5 separate regions of the Mus musculus genome follow, and regions 2, 3, 4 and 5 are each linked to region 1. A link is a contact called in public HiChIP or PLAC-seq and promoter capture Hi-C data. All regions are on one chromosome and are shown on one strand. Each heading gives the region's core, a stretch centred on a gene start, on an enhancer-like site or on the middle of the called end of the contact. The rest is flanking DNA. Distances are from core to core; before and after follow the strand shown. Region 1 holds the start of Malsu1 (mitochondrial assembly of ribosomal large subunit 1). Region 2 overlaps Ccdc126 (coiled-coil domain containing 126). Region 3 holds the start of Fam221a (family with sequence similarity 221, member A). Region 4 overlaps Stk31 (serine threonine kinase 31). Region 5 holds the start of Gimap8 (GTPase, IMAP family member 8).

Region 1 (2,700 bases), core at 135-2,634:
CTGGAGGAACCTGGATCACACAAATGTCTCTTGCATTTTCTTGCCTCAGAAGTGAAACCAGCATATCGATGTCAAACTTGGCACCAATGTGATCTGAAAATGCAGAAACGCTTGTGTCAGATGGCTGAGGAGAATACAGACCTACATTTGTCTACAGAAGCAGACTGACACGAAGTCTCCTGGAGACAGTGGAACTGCTCCCCCTACAAGTGTATTTATATCTAAAATGCTTTGGTGAACACTAGGCAGGAGGATCCCAGGTTCAATGTTAGGCTGAGCAACTCAGAAAGACAAGGTCTAAAGATTTTTTATTTTTAAACTAAAAGACTGAAGGTGTGCTTCAGTGGTGGCATGTACGTGGCCCTGGGTCCAACCCCTAATACCATCTCCATTCAAGACAAACTAAACCAACCAACCAAAAACCAGCTTAAAACTGAACCCGGACAACAGTTCCCTAAAGCACTGCTCAGCTTTCCTAGGTAGAAGGTTCAGATTACGGACACTGGATACTGCGATTACCAAACGGAAGCAGAAGCAAATGTCTTTCTATTTACTAGTACTGAAAGGAACAACACTCCACAAATGCAGAGATGCTACACAACAACCAGCGGCATGATTTGAGGGAGAGGACAATATCCTAGGGCACACGTTAAATCGAATCGCAGATTAAAAAGGTTACTTAACTATACTGTATGGTAGGCGGGTTCTCAAGACAATACCTGGTCCACAGCCTTCAACAGATATGAAGAAACGAGGCTGCTAGGACTAGTGCTACTAAGACCAACCAGTCCACCTGCTACGACCCTGGGCAGATCGTGAGACGGGGTGGATCCTGGGCTGTGAAGCCAAGAGCCGGATGTTGCCCGCTCTATGACTGGAATTTTGACGACAACACGCTACCTTAGCCTCCCTCTAGGACTCTCGGGTACGCAAAGCAAAGTTGGTGCCGACCACCTCCCAAATCCCTTCCAGCTCTGCGTCTGCGCGAATGGCTATTTCTCTTGCCCCCGAAGCGCACAGGAAAGCCCAGGGCCGCCTGGGTCAGGCCGGGCCACCAGGTGTCCTGCCCGCGTACCTGCGGGTCCGGGCTGCAGGCGAGCGTCGCCAGCGGTCCGCTCCTCGGGCTGAGGCCCATGGTGCAGGCCGCGCGTTAGGCTCGGGGTCAGGCAGGTCGCGGGCCTCGCGGGAAGCCATCGCTCTGCCAGCCGCGGAAGCCAGGGAACCGAAGCCATTGCGGGGCCGGCTCTCTGGAAGACCGCCCTGCGCCACAGCAGCGGCCATAAACGCCGCGCGGGCGACCAGCCCGGACCCATAGCTCTCGCCGCGACTTCTCTGGGGGGAGGTGGTGGAGCTTCCGGGCGGCTCCGGGATTCTACGTCACGAAGTGGGCGGGTCTGTAACCGGAAACGGTGATTTAGACGGATTGCCTGGGGAGTAGTTTAAGGAATGAGGAGGACCGTGTGGATGGTGGTGGCTTACGCTTTTACTTTCCGCACTTGGTAGGCCGAGGCAGATCTCTGAATTCAAGGCCAGCCTATTCTACAAAGTGAGTTCCAGGACACCCAGGGATACACAGACAAACCTTGTCTCTCTTTTTTAAAAAAAAGAAAGGAAAGGAAGGAAAAGGAAAAAAAAAAGTGAGCCCAGATAATCTTTATGGGGCTGGAGAAGATGGCTCTATGGTTAAGAGCACTATCTGCTCTTTCAGAGGTCCTGAGAATTGATTCCCAGCAACCACATGGTGGCTCACAACCACCTATAATAGGATCTGATGCCCTCTTCTGTCTTGTAGGCATACATAAATAAATACATCTTAAAAGGAATTAAAGGGTTCCTACCTCTCTCTCTCTCTTTCCTCTTCTTCTTTCTCCTTTCCTTTTCTCCTTCCCTCCCACTTTCTCCAGCCCCTTCAAACCCTCTCTAGCTCTCTCCTTTCTGTTTTTCCTCTCCCCCAAATATGCAGAAATTAACCCTGTCAGATAGGAATTAAGTATTTTTAGCCATTTCCCACTGTCCAAAAAACAAAAAAGCAAACAAACAAAAAACCCTAAATTCAAGAACTAGAAAGATGGCTGAGCAGTCAAAAGTACAGACTGAATTTAATTTCAATGGTATTAAATGCCCTCTTCAGATGAAGTGCACAAACATATTGTACAGACATATAAGTAGGCAAAACACCTGAACACATAAAATTAAAAACACAAAACAAAAATGAATCATACAAAAAAGAAGAAAAAAGTTTGAATGGCGGCATCAGGTATGGTTGATTGCTTTCAAATGAAAGATATGGGTCATTAAATGAAAATCTCAGTGCTGGGTTTGGGATACTATCATCCCTACATTATTGGTCAGGGCAGCTATGGGCCCACCTAAAAACAAGTGAGGCTATTTTGGTTGTCTCCCACAACTAGATGGTAAGACCATACATATTGGTGAAGACAACACTCCTTGTTTTCAAGCTGAAACTAATCTAAAACCTTCTTACCTGCTGCCCAGCTTTCATGGAGTCAGGAGGTGGCATGCAGGTCACTGGGGGAGAAAAGCCATCAGTGGACTTACCCTGAGTGATAATTCCAATGCCAGGCCAGATGCGCCCACTGAGTCAATAGTGCATGAGTTATGGGGTTAGCCAGCCAACCACCTTCTGATTAGATCTGAGCCCTGCCTCACAGGAGGGAATCCATGCCTAGCACTGTAACT
Region 2 (2,700 bases), core at 106-2,605, 260 kb before region 1:
TCTGTCCTAGGCAGCAGTTTAAGAGGTGCGCTGCGATGGATGGAATCCACAGTGGTAGCCGTGCAAGGTGCCCTTCACTGCTATCTGACGCTGCCCGAAACACTCGTCCTTTTGTTGGTCGTTACCGGCACCAAATTCCCATTGGTGCCATTGGTAGTGTTGGTGGCTGAACCGTTCACAACAATATAGTCGACTTTGCTCTCCAGCTTCACCAAGCGCTGCAAAATGTCATCTAAGAGGACTGCAATCGTTCTCTTCAGATCAGCTATGGGGAAAAATTGGAATCAATCATATTAAATAGCAATAGAGCACTTAATGTTTACATCTTTACAGTTTAAGGGAAAGAGGTAAACAATTATCAGGATATCTGAAAGCAAAAGTGTTTCAGAAAAGATACTTGGAGCCCAACAGGGAAAGTCTCATACCGATCATCACTAGCACCACACCCAAAGCAGCAGAGTTACAAGCACACCAGAACTCTCCACTTCTGAGAGCCGTGCATCGGATTGAAAGTCTGGCTCAAAACATCAGTCCCTTTGTAAGCAACAACATTTAACATTTAGACTGTTTCTTACTGTTAAAAAACACATTTATTTTATGTGTATAGGCACTTGGTCTGCATGTATGTCTGTGTACCATGTATATGCCTAGTGCCCAGAAGCCAAGGAGGGTGGTGGATTCCATGCTAGAGTTAAAGACAGCTGTGAGCTCCATGTGGGAGCTGCTGGGTTCTCGGGAAGAGAAGCCAACGCTCTTACCAGTGAGTCATCTCCTGGGACGCTGAGTTGCTGAGTAGGTATAAGGAGGCTGGACCAGGCAGGTGGAGAACTAGTGAAGGCAGAACAGGAGAGCCCCATAAGCAAATTACCCCCATAAAAGCCAGACCCTGAAGCTCCATGGGGAACGGGGGTGGGGAGCCAGGGCACAGGGCCGGCGACCTGCTCTGACCTACTCCAGGCTACTCCAGCAGCCTCTGGCTCCATGCTGAGGACAAATGCAGAGGCTTTGGGCTTTGCATTCGTGTTTGTGTGCAGGTGCTACTGCCTGGCCAGCACTAACCATGAAGCATTAACTGGCAAATGCTCCATATGAACAAGAGGGCAAACCCCAGACCCATGATGGATGCAGCATCCTCGCCTGGGAGGATGGCAGAGAGACATTTAACACTGAGACATGGCAACGGCCCACCCACCTGTGGTGCAACCATCCCACTCTAGCAAGACAGGACGGATGTAGAGGGCGGTTCTGAAGCTTTGATCAGGAATCTGTGGTTACTGATACTGAAGGTCTTTGCCCCCTATTGGATTTTGATCTATCAATAAAGACGCCAGTAGCCAATTGCTGAGTATAGGGCGGGACACTGAAACTTGAGCGGGTAGGATGCAGAGAGAGAATCAGAGGACTCCAGAGGAAGAAGGGAACACAGTAACAGCAGGAAAAAAGCCAACCTACCGCGTGAGTTTTCTGGCCACTTTCCCAACTGGGTCTGGGGTAGCAGGGGAAGGATTAGGAGTGGCCAGTCATTGAGTTAGCCAAGGCATTTTAAGAATAACTGGAGTGTGTGTGTGTGTGTGTGTGTGTGTGTGTGTGTGTGTCTGTGTGTGTGTCTGTGTGTGTCTGTGTGTGTGTGTCTGTGTGTGTGTCTGTGTGTGTGTGTGTGTGTGTGTGTGTGTGTGTGTCTGTGTCTGTGTGTGTGTCTGTGTCTGTGTGTGTGTGTGTGTGTGTGTGTGTGTCTGTGTGTGTGTCTGTGTGTGTGTCTGTGTGTGTGTGTGTCTGTGTGTGTCTGTGTGTGTGTGTGTGTCTGTGTGTGTGTCTGTGTGTGTGTCTGTGTGTCTGTGTGTGTGTGTGTCTGTGTGTGTGTGTGTCTGTGTGTGTGTCTGTGTGTCTGTGTGTGTGTGTGTGTGTGTGTGTGTGTGTGTTGTGTGTGTGTGTCTGTATGTGTGTCTGTGTCTGTGTGTCTGTGTCTGTGTGTGTGTCTGTGTGTGTCTGTGTGTGTGTCTGTGTGTGTCTGTGTGTGTGTCTGTGTGTGTCTGTGTGTGTGTCTGTGTGTGTCTGTGTGTGTGTCTGTGTGTGTCTGTGTGTGTGTGTCTGTGTGTGTGTGTGTGTGTCTGTGTGTGTGTGTGTGTCTGTGTGTGTGTCTGTGTGTCTGTGTGTGTGTGTGTCTATGTGTGTGTGTGTGTCTGTGTGTGTGTGTGTGTCTGTGTGTGTGTGTGTCTGTGTGTGTGTCTGTGTGTGTCTGTGTGTGTGTGTGTGTGTGTCTGTGTGTGTCTGTGTGTCTGTGTGGTCCCGGGCAGGTGCACACCTGACCAGCCAGGAGCACAGAGCAGTATAGGATTGCCGCAACAGACTGAGAACTCCAAGCTCTCCACAGCACTTCAGTTCAGCAGGGTCCCCTCTGCTTGATGAGCCCTAATCAAACCCCTGCCCATCCATCCAGACGCCGCCCTGCACCCTGACTGATGCTCTAATCCTGTGGACCTGGCCGTGGCTTCTCAGCTCCTTCCTCAGCTCCGCCTCAGCAGGCCTCTCTGCAGCTCCTCACTGAGAGGCTCAGAGCTTGTCTAATTTTCAGGGACTAGTTTCTATGAGCTCTCACCTCGGACTTAGTGAGGCCTCTCCGAACCCTGTCATCAACCTTTTGTAGCTGTTCTGAAACTACACACAATTGTGAAGGGAGATGTGTGGTCTGAGGGCAGGCAA
Region 3 (2,700 bases), core at 138-2,637, 290 kb before region 1:
AGTTCAATTCCCAGCAACCACATGGTGGCTCACAACCATCTGTAATGGGATCTGATGCCCTCTGCTGGTGTGTCTGAAGACAGGTACAGTGTACTCATATACAAAAAATAAATAATTCCTTTTTAAAAAGAATTTTTAAAAAAATAAGAAAATTTCAACTGAGAAAAAATGACACACATACACACTAGACTGGCCTGTGGGCAAGCCTGTGGCAGGACCTCTGATTGATGTAGGAGGGCCCAGCTCACTATTACTATGCTATTAGCAAACAGGCCGAGCAAGCCATGAACAGCAAAGCAATGAGCAGCACCCTCCAGGGGCACTGCATTAGCCCCTGGCCTGGCCTCCCTGGATCATGGCCTACAAGCTATACACTGAAATAAACCCTTTCCTCCTAAGTTGCTTTTGATCAGTGTTTCAATAGAGCAATAGAAACCTAACTAAGACAGACTGATCAAGCTGTTCCATCTCACATTTCCTGTTCAGAATCTTCAGAAAGTTCTAAGCATTACCCAAAACTACACTATTGGGGCAATATGCTGGGAAACCCAACTGCCTGGACACCCCACGAATGACTTGGGGGAAGCTCTATACATCTGGCTTTTCCTTTGTGCACACACATTCTCCAAGTCGTCTGTAACCTCTATTCTCCCAGTTTCCCAGCTGTCAAGAAGAAACCCCTCCTAGGCTATGGGAATTGGGGGCAGATGTGTGTGGAGCCAAAGGAGCAAGCAGCTGTGTTCCCTGCTTCCAGAGAGGAGTCTCGGAAGCTAAGTCCAAAAACCATCTCCCTTGGTTTGGGAGAGCACTGAATTGATGTATAAACTGACATCTACTAACTTTTATAGACCCAATATGTAAATCAATTGTCACTAAGAGAAACAAAAAGGGATCCATTTTAAAAGTAGTTAATCATCCCTTTTGGCAAAGGAGACTCTCAAGTGGTCTCCGAAGAGATTCATTATAGAATAGAATTGTGTGTCTGCAAATTTAATTACAGAGGATGAAATGTGAAATTAATCCAGGCCTCCCGAACAGACTCCCAGAGCGCTAGTACGTTCGTCCGCTGGGTCCGGGTTCGTCCCACCGTGCTCGGACGGACAAGAGTCCGTGAACAGGAGCCCGCCCCGCGGAGCAGAGTTAAGGCCTCACCTCCGGTACTCCAAGTACTCGTCCACTGCCTCCGCACCACCAGGAGGCAACGTCAGCCGCTCCATGGCCGCGGGAAGCGAAAGGAGCCCTTGCCTCGAGCTCTTGAGTCCGCCCTGCAGCTGCCAGGCAGGATCCACCAGACCTGCGCGAGTAACAAACAGCCTTGCCGCCAGAAACTGCCCGGTCCCGCCCCCTTAGCCCCGCCCCGTCCTGGGCCCCGCCCCTCTGTTTCACCCGCTTAGTCCCGCCCTTGTCCCCCTCAGCTCCCGTCCTCTCCCCGCAGCTCCTCCCCAATCAATCTTCCCCCTCCTCTGGGCTCCGCCCCACTTAGCTCCGCCCTCATCCTTACCTCTCCCCAGCTCCCGCTCTACCCTAGCATCCGGCCTGTCCTAGCGCCCCTCTTCTTCCTTGTGCCACGCCCCTTGGCCAAGCCCCGCTTTGCCCCGCCCCTCTTGCTGCTCCAGGCCAAACGTCTCCACCAACCCTCGTGATTGCTTCCGTGGCCCACAGTCTACCTGGCGATCCTCTAAGGGTCCTTGAGCTTAATTTAGCTTGAGCTTCGCCACCCTACCGCTACCTGAGCCCTACAAATTGGCTTCTCCTGCATAGCCCAAGGCTGCAAAACAGATGCTGTTTGCCCACTTCAAACTTCGTGCTCTTCACTGCTTCATTCCCAGAGTCTCCTTAAGAATAAGTGCAGTGCCAGGATACAATGGGTTCTCAAAACAGGGTTTATATACCTCTTCCCATTTAATCAATCTCTCGAAATGTACGTAGTCTTGGAGAATTGGCCACTTGGAGCGGTAGCTAAGAGTGCTTGCTGTGCGATCATAAGTACCAGAGTTCAGATCCCAGCACCCACATAAAGAACCAGGCATCTCAGACTCTTAATACCCCAGTTTCAAGGTAGGTGGAGACAGAAAAATCAATGAGGTTTGCTGGCTTTCAGCCTAGACAAGAAAATCCCAACCCTGGGTTCAGGGAGAGACTACATGAAAGGATTAAATGGAGCATGATAGAGGAAGACACCCAACCCTTTCCTCTTGCCCACTGGCCTCAGAGCTTGTTTACACTGCTGCACGCACCCATTCACAATCACACACTTCGAATCAGTACATCTCTGAAGTGTGGGGGAGGGGTGTCAACGTCCATGTTTTCAGTATTACGGTTGAGGCTGAGAACTGAGCATAGAAGCTTAGTTGGACAGCATGAGTTTAGCATACTGAGACCCTGGGTTCAAGTCTCGATGCCACTGGAAAATAATAAAATATAAAACCAGCAATCCTGAGTACCAGTGCAAGTGACAAGGAAAAAAAAATGTTCTCCAAAGAAAATAACAGGTTAAGGAAGAACAAGCAGAAACAATTCAGCCAAGTTCTTGCCTTCCGGGTAGGAGCACAAAGCCTTTGAGCTGCTAGGTAAGCTCTGTACTGCCAAACTATACACCTGACTCCAAGATAAGTCTGTTTCAACATTTAAAAAGAATCTCCACGCATTTTATATAAAAATGGAATTATCATCCGTTAGTAATTTAGCTATAAGTTGTTC
Region 4 (2,700 bases), core at 82-2,581, 340 kb before region 1:
TATAAGAAGATAAGACTTTGAATCCTTCAGTGTATATTGTTTCTTAAATGGAATATATTACTTCAACTCTTTCCTCTCACACAATGAGCTTTAAAGTTCTGGAGAGTAGCTGATGAGCCAGAAAATATTCAAAGGCAATATCTTTTTAATATTTAGGGTCTTAGTTATCCTAGAAAGATTGTGGTACAGAAAATTTAAGAAAGAAAAGATGATTTGCTTACTTCAAATTATTTTCAAAAGCTTCCAGGAGATGTTAATTGGCTAAGACCTTACCTTAATGCCTTAAGGTGACTTAAGCCTTTGTTGGATGTTATCAACGGAGAGGCAAATTAACTGGTGAGAAACAAAAGGCTTTGCAGAAAGTAGAGGAAGCTTTTATAATTAATTGTTATCAATTTTAATCAATGGTAATCAAATATTAGCTGCTTATTTTAGTTATTGTTACTCAGTGTGCCCACAGCAATTCTTTGGCAAAAGAGAACATTAATGTAAAATCATCTTTCTTCATCTCCAAGTAAAGTTTTAACATCCTATTATGACATTGCTGTGGTGCTAATAAAGAATTGTAAGATAAAATCATGAAGGAATTTTAGAAAAACAACAACAACAACAACAAAAATGTGTCTTAAAAACCTGACGAGGCATCTGTTCTTTGTTCCAAACAGCAATTAAATTGGTTATTGCAGAATATTGATATTTGGCCTACTGCATAGACTTTCTAGGTAAAACTGATAATTATTATCCAAAAGATAAGTTGTTAAAGATTGCTTCTATGCATGCTTTTGTATTTTCTGTAAATTTATGCATGCATGCATCCCATAAAGACTACATCTACTGTATTTAAAAACAGCCCTTCTATGGGAGAAAAGTATATGTGATTGGATCACATGTTTATTCTTTTGAGTTTCCTCCTGCTTCAGCACAGATAATTAAATTGTGTGCTGTAGCCAGTGTTTTAAAATGTTGAAAAATCAAGCTTTAATTTATATACTAATAGTCTATATATACATATGTACATAACAACACCACAGAGCTGTGTTTGTGCAAATAAACACAAACAAGCTGCACATGCTCCCGAGGATGGATAAGAATAAGTTATTTGAAGACCACAATCCTAAGACATGCGTGGCCGCCAGCCACCATAATTCCCAGGCAGGACCATGGAGCATAAGTAAATTTTAAGTCCCAGTACAGCTAATTTTTATTATATAATTAGGGAGGAATTGTAGCCTCCCCCAGCCTTGAGCAGGCTGGCTCAGACCTGTTCCTCCTCTATGAACAAGACCACCTAGGGTGGAGTCTTCCAACCTAGATAGGTCTATTGTTCTGCCACCTCTGCCATTTTCTCCAAGATGCAGCTACCTGCTGAGATGCTGAACCTGTTCTCCTGACTCTATCCAGATGAAAGGAGATCCTGGTGTGATGGGGGATGGGATGGGTTCCCCCCACCCCACCCCCCACTTTATAAGCTCAGACTCTTAAGTAAATTTTGGGCTTTGATCAGTATCTTTGTCTTGGTCTCGTTATTTCTCTCACCATTTTCTCCCATGCAGCCCCAGCCTCCCTTTCAGGAACCCGGTTCAAGTAGCCTACAGTTATCTCTATCCAAAGTCTCCATAAATATCAAAAACTGGAAGTTCGTAGAGAAGAGGAAGGTACTATTAAGGGAACTAAGAATAGGGAGGCTATATTTGAACCCCAGTTCACTGGCCCAGATAGAACTCTGTTCACAGAGAAGTTAAGCAAAGGGACCTCAAGGCTAGTATCAAGCTTTAGTGTCTTTGCTGAGTCCTTTGGTGTAGCAAGATCTTTATAAAGTAAGAAAGGCTATGGCAGATGTCAGTAACTTAGACCAACATGTAAAGAGTATCTGAAAAATAAAAGAAGCTAAAGGAGAAATATTCTTTTAAGGTTAAGCAGAAAAAGAGGCCTGTCTAGGTTCTTCTAGGTGAAGTAGTATTTATGTTGAGCTAGGGTTGCTAAGGAAAAATCTGATAGAAAGGCATTGTGTGCTAAGGAGCATCTGCCTAAGGAGAAGACATCCTTGACAGAATACAGATGAAGCACACAAGCCTGTCCCAGGAGTGGGTGATCCCCCAGACCAAGGAGGGGACACAGCAAAAGATAAAGCTGGGGTGTAGACTGTTCGCCCAGCTAGAACTGCCCCGACAGCCAGGGATGGTGAATGGGAGGCTGGAGGCATGTGCCAACCCAGGGTCACTCTGACCTAGTGAGCCAGAGGTGCAGCGGGAAAGCAGGGCCACATTTACCTTTGGCCTTGAGTATGTCTGAGCCGACTAAGTCAAATCCACTGAGTTGATCAGGTGTGGAGAAATGAGGGAGGCTCCCAGAACAGGCTCCAGGTCATGTAAACATAATAGTTCAGAGAGAATCGCCAAGGATTACAGAGAACAAATTAAGTTAGCACCTCCTATCTATGCTTTGTACCTGACCTTGATCTTTGGAGGAAGCAAATTGATGGAACCTTTCCATGCTGTATTAGACCTTGCTCATTTCAACCTTAGTTATCATCTTAGTTGTGAACTTCTAGGCTCACCTGACACTTGCTGAGGATGGATGACAACTGACTTTCAGGTGTTTCACCAAGGTTATCTTTGGAACCCACTGATCTGTTATGAGATAGTAGTTCCGGAAGTTGCCTTGTCCTGCCCATTCACTGGAAAAGGTTTTGTTACATAG
Region 5 (2,700 bases), core at 81-2,580, 430 kb after region 1:
GATCATCAAGCTGACAGGGTGACCCATTCTGTTGGTGCCAGTCATCCTCTTCCCCAGTCACCTGATCATCAGCCAACAATCTCATCACAGTGGCCACAGTAACATGGATAGGGACTATACATGGGTCTGGTAATATCAAAGTATACAGTGCCATCTCTCTATAGCAGGATTCATGGGTCAGCAATTCATGGGTAAAAATCAAATGGGAACGACACTACTTGACCTCAGCAAAATCTTTGCTTCCAGTCCCCAAGATCTTACACTTTGTTAGCACAGAGGTCTTGGCTACAAAGAGCAAAATGTTTCCACCAAAAGACAATCATCACCCTATCCTGGCAGTTGAGTGAGTAAGTCTGTGAGTCCCGCTCTGTCTTCCCTGGATATTGCCCAAGGGTACCACGAGTTCAACCATTGGAAGGAGCTTCTGTGATTCATCCCACATCAAGGTGCAAGTGGTCCCAGAGAAAAGAGATCAGAGAGGCCTCCAGAGCCCAGCGGGGGAAGACGTTTAGTCCTAGACAGTGAGTCAGTCAGCATAAGAAAAGGAGTTAGCAGGTGAGGGCCAGTTTGGATTAAATGTACATAAACTCAAGACTTCCTTCAATACATGACTAACTGGATCTTTCTGTGAAAGGACTGGAAATTGTTCGAAGAGAGAATATAGGACATAGATACTGCCATCTGCTTCTCCAGGAGACCAACAGTCCCAGTGACAACCAGTGACTTCCTTCTGGGAGTCCAACCCCTGAGACACTCCCTGCTGGATCTTGAACCTCCCTGTCTGCCACACTTCTGTCCTCTTCTTCCTCCTTAGGTGTGAAGCCTTTCCCCACAGACCTCCTGGCAGGCAGCTGTTCCACATTCTTTCTTGGGAAAAATACGGTACATCCCTACTGGATCTGGTTGGAGTGACATAATTCCAGCTCTTGAAATCCAACCCAACACAGGGCAGACTGCCTTCCACAGTCTAAACTTATCACCCCCCCCCAAGCTATAATAGACCCCCCCCACACACACACACACCTCTGAAACATACCTCGGTCTTTCCCCCTGTCCTACTGATGCTTCACAGCTTCTGTGCTCTGCCTGGCTTCCTGCAGCTGCTCCTTGGTGGGATGAAGTCGCCATCTCTGCCCTCAGGTCAGTGGAAGCAAATCCTAAAGAGGGCCAAGAGCCACACAAGGAGAGTTAAAGATTTACCAGGCCACCCCAGTCTCCCTGGCAGGAGGATTTCCAAATGTTTCTAGGAAGAAAGAGGTTTCTAGAAGCATGTCTTACATCAGTAGAGCCTGAGAAGGAGCTCAGAGCACATAGGATGAACACGGAAGGGGCTTAGGGAGGGGCCGGTGTGAACACAAAGGCACAGGTCTTCTGGAGATGCCCTTGGGTGCCACCATGTGGCTGTGGGAGCACAGTCATTCACACTGCTACAGACAAAGATGGTAACAGAAAGGCCTACTTGGGTCTTGTCCTAGTAAGCTTCAGCTATGAATGTAACACAGACCTAGAGTCATCTGGGTAGAAAAAAAAAAAAAACAAAAAAAACACGACTGAATGATTGCCTATAACAGACTGGCCTGTGGCCATGCCTGAGAGCCATTTTCTTAATTGCTGATTTATATTAGAGTCCGTCAGGGTGGCCTGTGTCATCCCTCGGCAGGTGGCCCGAGCTGTGTAAGAAAGGCAGCTGAGCAAGCCAGAGGGAAAGGTAAGCAGCATTCCTTCATGGTCTCGGCTTTAGCTCCTGTCTCCAGGTTCCTGCCTGGAGCTCCTGCCCTGGCCTCTCTCCTGCAGATTATCACTTGTAGACTGAAATCAACCTTTTCCTCCTCAAGTTGCTTTTGGTCTTGATGTTTATCGCAGCAACAGAAAAGCAAACTAGATCAGGTCTATTCTTTGCAAAGACCAAAATCGGAAGTTTTTGATGAAGTCAGTTTGGGAGTAAAACCCAGCAGACTTTCCTCTTGGCTCATCCCCACCACCGTCTCCCTCAGCCTGGACTGATCACACAATGTAGATAAAACTACAAAGGAACCATTTGCTTTCTCCCAGAATAAAGTGCTCCCTCATAGATGAGAAAAAGCTTTCCCCCAGCTAGCAAAACACAGAAATGTTTGAACCTGAGTTTTCATATGACTCACAGAACTCACTGTGTCCCAGCGACCTAATCTGATCTGTACTTCCTAAGCAAGGGGCACACTGAGAACAGCATGGTTTCCTTGTTAGAAGTCTAAAGTGACGTGTGCTTATGCTATAAGGATCCTGAAGGATTTGGGGAACAGGGCACATACAGACTCATACACTGGCAAAGAAAACTGCCCTATCCCCCTCCCCCTCCCATTCACTCACCTCACCTTAATAAAGAAGGTCCACTCATAGAACAGTCCCCACCTCCCCTGGGCACCAGGTCAGTGCATAGAATACCATCTAATTAAAATGTTGAGGTGAAAACTATAGACTAGGATATACAGGTGCCTGTGAGGCTGAGCTAAGGGCTAGCAAGCTCTTGCTGCTCCAAAACTGAGAAGCCATGGACTTGGGGGCGGGTCGGGGGGAAGGGCAGGCGTCCTAAATGAAATAATAAGCTTTGGAAGAGTGCTTAAAGTGAAATTAAAGCTTCTCACAACTTCTTCGTGACTTAGCAGGTCGACGATTGGTTTGCTGAATGATTTTGCTCTGCGGCCTTTCTGGTTTGGCTCT

The links. Promoter capture Hi-C pulls out the DNA fragments that hold promoters and counts their contacts. HiChIP or PLAC-seq counts read pairs in DNA pulled down with a chosen protein or histone mark.
Region 2: an H3K27ac HiChIP or PLAC-seq map of embryonic stem cells shows a contact between it and region 1, with 5 times the contacts expected there. The contact joins the enhancer-like site here to the promoter of Malsu1 in region 1. A contact is called at or near these places in 12 of 39 promoter capture datasets (the 3T3-L1 cell line, 3T3-L1-derived adipocytes, the C10 cell line and 9 more), 4 of 484 Hi-C or Micro-C datasets (CD4 T cells, the G1E-ER4 cell line, nephron progenitors and 1 more), 12 of 115 datasets of contacts at active chromatin or transcription factors (the 230-238 cell line, the SCID.adh cell line, astrocytes and 7 more) and 4 of 9 other capture datasets (adipose tissue, liver, macrophages and 1 more).
Region 3: an H3K27ac HiChIP or PLAC-seq map of extraembryonic endoderm stem cells shows a contact between it and region 1, with 9 times the contacts expected there. The contact joins the promoter of Fam221a here to the promoter of Malsu1 in region 1. A contact is called at or near these places in 9 of 39 promoter capture datasets (the 3T3-L1 cell line, cranial neural crest, embryonic stem cells and 4 more), 15 of 484 Hi-C or Micro-C datasets (8-cell embryo, embryonic stem cells, large pre-B cells and 6 more), 25 of 115 datasets of contacts at active chromatin or transcription factors (the 230-238 cell line, the SCID.adh cell line, T-cell acute lymphoblastic leukemia and 15 more) and 3 of 9 other capture datasets (adipose tissue, liver and pancreatic islet).
Region 4: a contact with region 1 is called in an H3K4me3 HiChIP or PLAC-seq map of embryonic stem cells, with 15 read pairs. The contact joins the enhancer-like site here to the promoter of Malsu1 in region 1. A contact is called at or near these places in 2 of 39 promoter capture datasets (embryonic stem cells and liver), 3 of 484 Hi-C or Micro-C datasets (CD4 T cells, neural progenitor cells and trophoblast stem cells) and 8 of 115 datasets of contacts at active chromatin or transcription factors (T-cell acute lymphoblastic leukemia, bone marrow-derived dendritic cells, embryonic basal ganglia and 4 more).
Region 5: a contact with region 1 is called in a promoter capture Hi-C map of pre-B cells, with 2.3 times the contacts expected there. The contact joins the promoter of Gimap8 here to the promoter of Malsu1 in region 1. A contact is called at or near these places in 1 of 39 promoter capture datasets (pre-B cells) and 2 of 484 Hi-C or Micro-C datasets (the 3T3-L1 cell line and stem cell-derived neural stem cells).

The regions. Positions count from the first base shown.
Region 1 is chr6:49,072,479-49,075,178 of GRCm38.p6, reverse strand. It overlaps Malsu1 (mitochondrial assembly of ribosomal large subunit 1), which reads right to left and starts at 1,384. Exons shown (of 4, transcript NM_029353.1): 1 at 1,076-1,384; 2 at 1-93. The coding sequence starts at 1,313.
Region 2 is chr6:49,337,391-49,340,090 of GRCm38.p6, reverse strand. Ccdc126 (coiled-coil domain containing 126) reads right to left here. Exons shown (of 3, transcript NM_175098.6): 3 at 1-265. The coding sequence ends at 81. Among named protein-coding and RNA genes, the nearest start is that of Ccdc126, 19 kb to the right of the region's middle. Within about 2 kb of position 1,355, at least 37 of the 459 cell types and tissues checked have an H3K27ac peak or open chromatin away from gene starts, as enhancers often do. A contact at or near this core is called in embryonic stem cells, where this site is marked.
Region 3 is chr6:49,366,426-49,369,125 of GRCm38.p6, reverse strand. Fam221a (family with sequence similarity 221, member A) reads right to left here and starts at 1,387. Exons shown (of 7, transcript NM_172727.3): 1 at 1,153-1,387. The coding sequence starts at 1,217.
Region 4 is chr6:49,411,857-49,414,556 of GRCm38.p6, reverse strand. The region is part of intron 6 of Stk31 (serine threonine kinase 31); the gene reads right to left. Among named protein-coding and RNA genes, the nearest start is that of Stk31, 18 kb to the right of the region's middle. Within about 2 kb of position 1,331, at least 8 of the 459 cell types and tissues checked have an H3K27ac peak or open chromatin away from gene starts, as enhancers often do. A contact at or near this core is called in embryonic stem cells, where this site is marked.
Region 5 is chr6:48,645,864-48,648,563 of GRCm38.p6, reverse strand. It overlaps Gimap8 (GTPase, IMAP family member 8), which reads right to left and starts at 1,330. Exons shown (of 6, transcript NM_001077410.1): 1 at 1,279-1,330; 2 at 1,037-1,157. The coding sequence starts at 1,128.